Linked DNA regions of Oryctolagus cuniculus: region 2 is linked to region 1. The links are chromatin contacts, called in public Micro-C maps. All regions are on one chromosome and are shown on one strand. The core of a region is the stretch at or near the end of the contact, and the rest is flanking DNA. Distances in the headings are between cores, read along the strand shown.

Evidence for each region. Hi-C and Micro-C count contacts between places; a contact is called where the count stands out from the background.
Region 2: a Micro-C map of ear pinna shows a contact between it and region 1, with 10 times the contacts expected there. The contact joins the promoter of DIAPH3 here to the promoter of TDRD3 in region 1. A contact is called at or near these places in 2 of 6 Hi-C or Micro-C datasets (ear pinna and an unstated tissue).

The regions. Positions count from the first base shown.
Region 1 is chr9:52,305,839-52,308,366 of mOryCun1.1, forward strand. TDRD3 (tudor domain containing 3) reads right to left here and starts at 1,261. Exons shown (of 15, transcript XR_007920946.2): 1 at 1,135-1,261. It overlaps LOC108177021 (protein enabled-like), which reads left to right. Exons shown (of 3, transcript XM_070048734.1): 1 at 1-2,212. The coding sequence starts at 540. The coding sequence ends at 1,241.
Region 2 is chr9:52,554,601-52,557,128 of mOryCun1.1, forward strand. DIAPH3 (diaphanous related formin 3) reads left to right here and starts at 1,262. Exons shown (of 27, transcript XM_051850009.2): 1 at 1,262-1,659. The coding sequence starts at 1,480.

The sequences.
Region 1 (2,528 bases), core at 11-2,510:
CAGGTGTGACTGATCACTCTCTGGAGAAACTTTATTCAGAAAAGCAAATCCAAGTCTCTTAGGCAGTAGCAGCTTCCTGGTTATCTTTCTGATCTAACTGCTAGGTGAACACTCTACTACTTGTACCAGGGTCAGTTCTGCAGAACAGCAGGCGCTTTCCTAACTGCGTCCCATCTCAGCAGCTGTGTGTCTGCAAAGATTTTTCCTATCTTTCAAAACCTATTTCTCTAGGAAGCTCTCCCTCTAGTTGCAAAGCACATTTGTCTGCACAGTTGGTCCCTGTTTTTGTGCTGGACGTTTTTTCAATGCTTCCCTCTCTCTTCTCACTAAGGTAGTAATTTCAGAGACCCGGGGCAGATCTTTTTCATCCTTGATGCTACCCTTCCCTTGATCCCAGGCTGTGCCCATGCAAGCCTGAATCAGACTGAATGTTTACAACCGTAATGGCCGAGATCCACAAAATGCTTATTGGCGCTTGATTATTTTTATTTTTTCATTGCTTTCAGATCCTAAACTCTTGACAAGAAACCCCTTTAGAAATGAAAGCAAACGTCAGTCCTTTCCAGAAAAGTTCTCCGCAGCAGCCCCCGCGAGTTGACAATGCGGTCATTCTCAGCCTCAGAAGTTGTGTGGGAGCCGCCGAGGGCAGCTCCACACTCACTGGTCCACCCTGTCCTGAGAGATACGGAGAACCAAGCGGCGGCTCCGGCAGCCGCACGGGCTGCGCTCCGCTCTCCCCACAACTTCCTGCGGGCCCGTGGCTCCGGCCGCGCTCGCTCCTCCCGCGGCAGCAGCACCCCTCGGAGTGGCGGCGGGCGCCGATCGAGCCGCCGCTCTTCCCCGGAGGCTCGGGCCTGGGCTTCCGCCCGCCGTGCCCGCTCTGCCCGCGCCCCCGGTCTCTCCGCGGGCCCGCCGCCTGCGGCCCAGGCCGCCGCCGCCCCGAGGGGAGCCGGGGTACTCGCTCGGCTCCGCGTGGCGCCGGGGGCGGAGCCGGCTGGAGGGCCCCGGGAGAGGCCGGGGGTGGGCGGCGGCCTCCGCCTACCCCGACACGCACCCCACCGCCCCCAACCCCAACCCTCCTTGGGGCCCCGGCCCGCGCCCGCGGCCCGGCGGCCGGCGGGACTCACCACTTACCATCCCGCCTGGGACAACGCCGCGCCGGGGACCTCGGCCATGGTAGCTGCTTAGGCCGGGGGTGGTGGGGGGCTGGGGTGGGGGTGGGGGGGAGGCCTCCTACTTGAGACCAAAAAAAAAAAAAAAAGAAAAGAAAAGAAAAGAAAAAAAAAAAACTCCTGTGGTCGGCTCTGCAACTGGGCATGCTCAGTGCGGCCGGCGCTTCCGCGTGCAGGTTCCGCTCGCCGCGTTTTCCGAGCGGCCGCCTGGGCCGGCCTGGGTAGGGCTGGGAGGCCGCCGTGCGCCGGGGCGGTGACGGGCCAAACGCGGGCTGGGCGCTGGTTATCGCACGACACGTCTGCTGAAGGACTACAGAGACTTTTGCCGTTCCTCCGTTGCGTTTGTGTTGTATTGGGTCACTTTTCTGAGTCTCACGCCTTTGAAACTGGGGGAGAGGTGCTTTGTAGAGCAGCAAGTAAGGTTCGCGTTTCCAGCGCCAACCGGCGGTCACCTCAGGACAGGAAGTCGCTGGCCGGCCGAGGACCGCTCGGGAAGGAGTGCGTCCAGTTCTGCGCCAGTAGGGCCATGTTTTGTGCAGTGCAAGTGAAAGGTGTACCCCCCACCCCAGCCCATTCTGCGTGCGAGAAAAGTTTCTTTTCCTGTCAAGACTTGCTCCATTCACCGCGCCTCGGGGCCCGCCCAGGCGTAACGGAAACACGGAGGCTACGGGCACTCTCCAGACCCCCACCTCAGATCAGACTGCCCCTGTCAGAGGCCACCGTGGACCCGAGTGGTCAACCCTGGAAAACTGCTTCACTGAGACGATGTGGGGAAATTCGGCCATCGTGTCAGTGCTTGTTTGTCCTGTAGTCCTTTCACCGGGCCTGTCCCAAGGCGGCCCGGCGGACTTGGCACTGGCACCACTAGGCCTCGCTCCACCAGCCTTTTCCTAGTGCCCTGTGCCAGGAGGCCTGAAGCACAGGGGGCGGACCCCCGAGTAGGCATGCGCGGCGCCGGCGCCGAGCGGCGTGCAGGACGCTCCGGTGTGATTGGGCCGCTGAGACCCACGCTGGCCAATCAGAGAGGAGCAGTCGGAAAGGTACGCGGGCCGGGTAGACGCTCCCTAAAAGTTCGCTCCACCCCCTGCCTGGGTCTTTCACTTTGGAGGCCGGGAAAAGGCGCTTCCGAGTGGCGCTGTCCCAAGCCGCTGAGTCCCGGGAGGCGGCTGAATTTCACGTCGCTCCTAGGCTGCCTCATCGAAGGCTAAAACCATAAATACGGGCTTGGCGCAGTCTAAGAAACTGGGCAGAGACGCTTTGGGGACTGGGGAAGAAACTGACAGTGTCAGAAAAGGAGGATGTGCAAATTTTTCTCGTTTTAACTGAGGTGTTTTCGTTTGGCCTTTCCAAAAGTGA
Region 2 (2,528 bases), core at 12-2,511, 250 kb after region 1:
TATTACTGTTATTATCCCCCTTTTGCCAGTGAAGACTCAAAGAAAATTCAACATGATCTTCAACATCACAAAGATAGTAAATGGCAGGAGTAACATTTGCATCTTGGTATAATTGTCCACAAGGTATAAGAAATTACTTACAGTTCTCCTGACCTTGCTATTCTTTTGGAAGTATCCCTAAAGATTAGATGCTCTTTGTTGAAAGTGTGGCACAGAAAAATAAAAAATAAAAAAAAGGGTATTCTATGAAGACGTCCTTGGAGCTAAGGCCCATTCTCTGAACTGCTGTGCTAACTCCCCAGAGAAACTGGAGCTGTTTCTTGTACCAAAATCAATACTGCATGTTTAACAGCGTCTTGGCCCACACCACCTCCCTACAGTCACAAGACGTCTATCTTAAGGAGATAGCTTTAAAGGAAAAGATGACTTTTAAAGGTAGGGGGGAGGAAACACTGATGTGTGAAAAAACTGCACTAGCCCAGTAGCTTGACCTTGGGTATACGGTCTACACAACAAATCCCTTTGCATGGTTTCAGTTCAAGGCCCTGCATTCCAAACCTTTGAAGCTTCTTCAATTCTGTGCTCTTGATTCTCTTAGCCTGGAATCTCGTCCCCTCACTCATTTCTGTCCTGCGAAAACCTGAGCATTCTACTTTTGGCCTTCCCAGACTCACTCTTTCCGATTTATTATCTGCTGTTTTTGTTCTCAACGAATTTTGGAGACGGTTGCTGTCATATTTACACTGCTTTGTTATGCGTGTCAGGGTTTGACAACTTTATTTCGCAGTGAGCTCCATAAAGGGCGTTGGCTCATACTAGCTCTGAGTTTTGGTGGCGTCTCTGCCACCCCAGAGTGAGCATTCGGCACTATGGCACGCGGCGGCGACTAGCAACCAGATCGGGAGAGCGTCCTGCTGGAGCCTGGTGGGAGTGCTGCTTCTCTCCCTCCCGGGACCCCCTCAAGTAAAGAGCCTAGAACTCCCTTTCCCAGCGGCTTTTACCCCAAGGCCAGCAAAAGGAGGGTTAGACGATGACTTCACATTTCACCGCTGCGCAAAAGCTGCCTCACAGCCGGTTTCATTTGCCTTCCACTTTTGGAAGAACTCTTCTCCAAATTCCAAATAACTCCAGGCATGTGACTTTCTTGTCAGTTTTCCGCATCTCTTAAATCACACCCCACCCACAGCAGTTAAGGTGACGGCCGGGACCCTCAGGAAGCTGCAGGAGTGAAACATACAGATGGCTCAGCCAGTCACACTTCAGGAAACCCGGAAGGGGCGGAGCCATGGCGTGTCATTGACCAGGAGGCGCGGGATTGGCGGGGTCCTGGGCGGACCCACGGTGGCGGGACTTTTCGGATGTGTTTGGCTGTGGCCCATCTGTAGCGGTTGTTCTGGGCTGGGCTGACGGCGTGGGCGGCGGAACCGGGAAGCCGGATCTGCCTCGGTTCGCTGAGCTGCCCTCAGCGTGTCGGGAAAGATGGAGCGGCACCGGCCGCGGCTGCGCCACCCGGGGCACGCCTCTGTCGCGGGGACTCCCTACCCTTCCTCAGCCTCGCTCCGCAGCTGCCGGGAAAGCAAGATGACGCGCAGGAAGGGACCCCAGCACCCTCCGCCGCCCGGCGGCCCGGAGGAACCTGGGGAGAAACGGCCCAAGTTTGTAAGTGTCGCCCGCAGCTGGGGTGGGGCGGCGTCCGCTCTGTGGAGGGCCTGTGGCTCTGATCTGGGGCGCCTTCAAGCTCTAGACTGCCGGGCGAGGGCCCACAGGGCCTGGGAGAATAACTTTGGTTTTAGGCATCCAGAGCTGCCAGTCTCCTTAGATTGACGACAGGGTTCCGTTCCAGTTGGATCCTGTGACAGATGCACTGGTATTTGTGTTGCCCCGTATTTCTGAGGGTTGATGTGAAAAGCAGTTCTGATACCTAGATGTTGACGCCATTTAGGTGGATATTGCATTTTTTTTTAAGTCGAACTTCTGCCCTATTCCCTGGTGTATGATGGTATAAGACATATCAAACTTTCATATCAAACATATCAACTTTCAGGTCACGGTATTACTTTTACTGCTTAATGTATTAATCTCGTAAGAACTTTTTTAAGATACATACAGTTTTCCAAGTTGAAACGGCTCGTTTTAAAACTTGGCGGGCCATGTGGTCACTGCTAAAGAATGTTTTGTTTAGTTTGGAAAGAAGTCTAAGTATTTCAGACTCGCTGTTCTGGTTTGCTTTTCTCATTTGCTTTAATACTCAAGGGAAGTGTCATAATTAACACCGTGTAAGTCTTCGTGTTGGTATCAACTAGTGAATGGATAGGCAGTGACGGCTGTTTGAGGGTTGGGTGTAAATAAATCATATAGGTAGATTTGGGGTGAGATAAACAGAGTTGAAAATTGAATAGCAATCCCTTTATTTTGCTGAGTATGGAAAATCCTTTTTTGGTGATAGTATGGCATTTGCCTTCTGTGCACAAGTGAAAATTGTGAGGATTTTATTTGTGATTCACAAATTAAGGGAATAATGTTTTGTG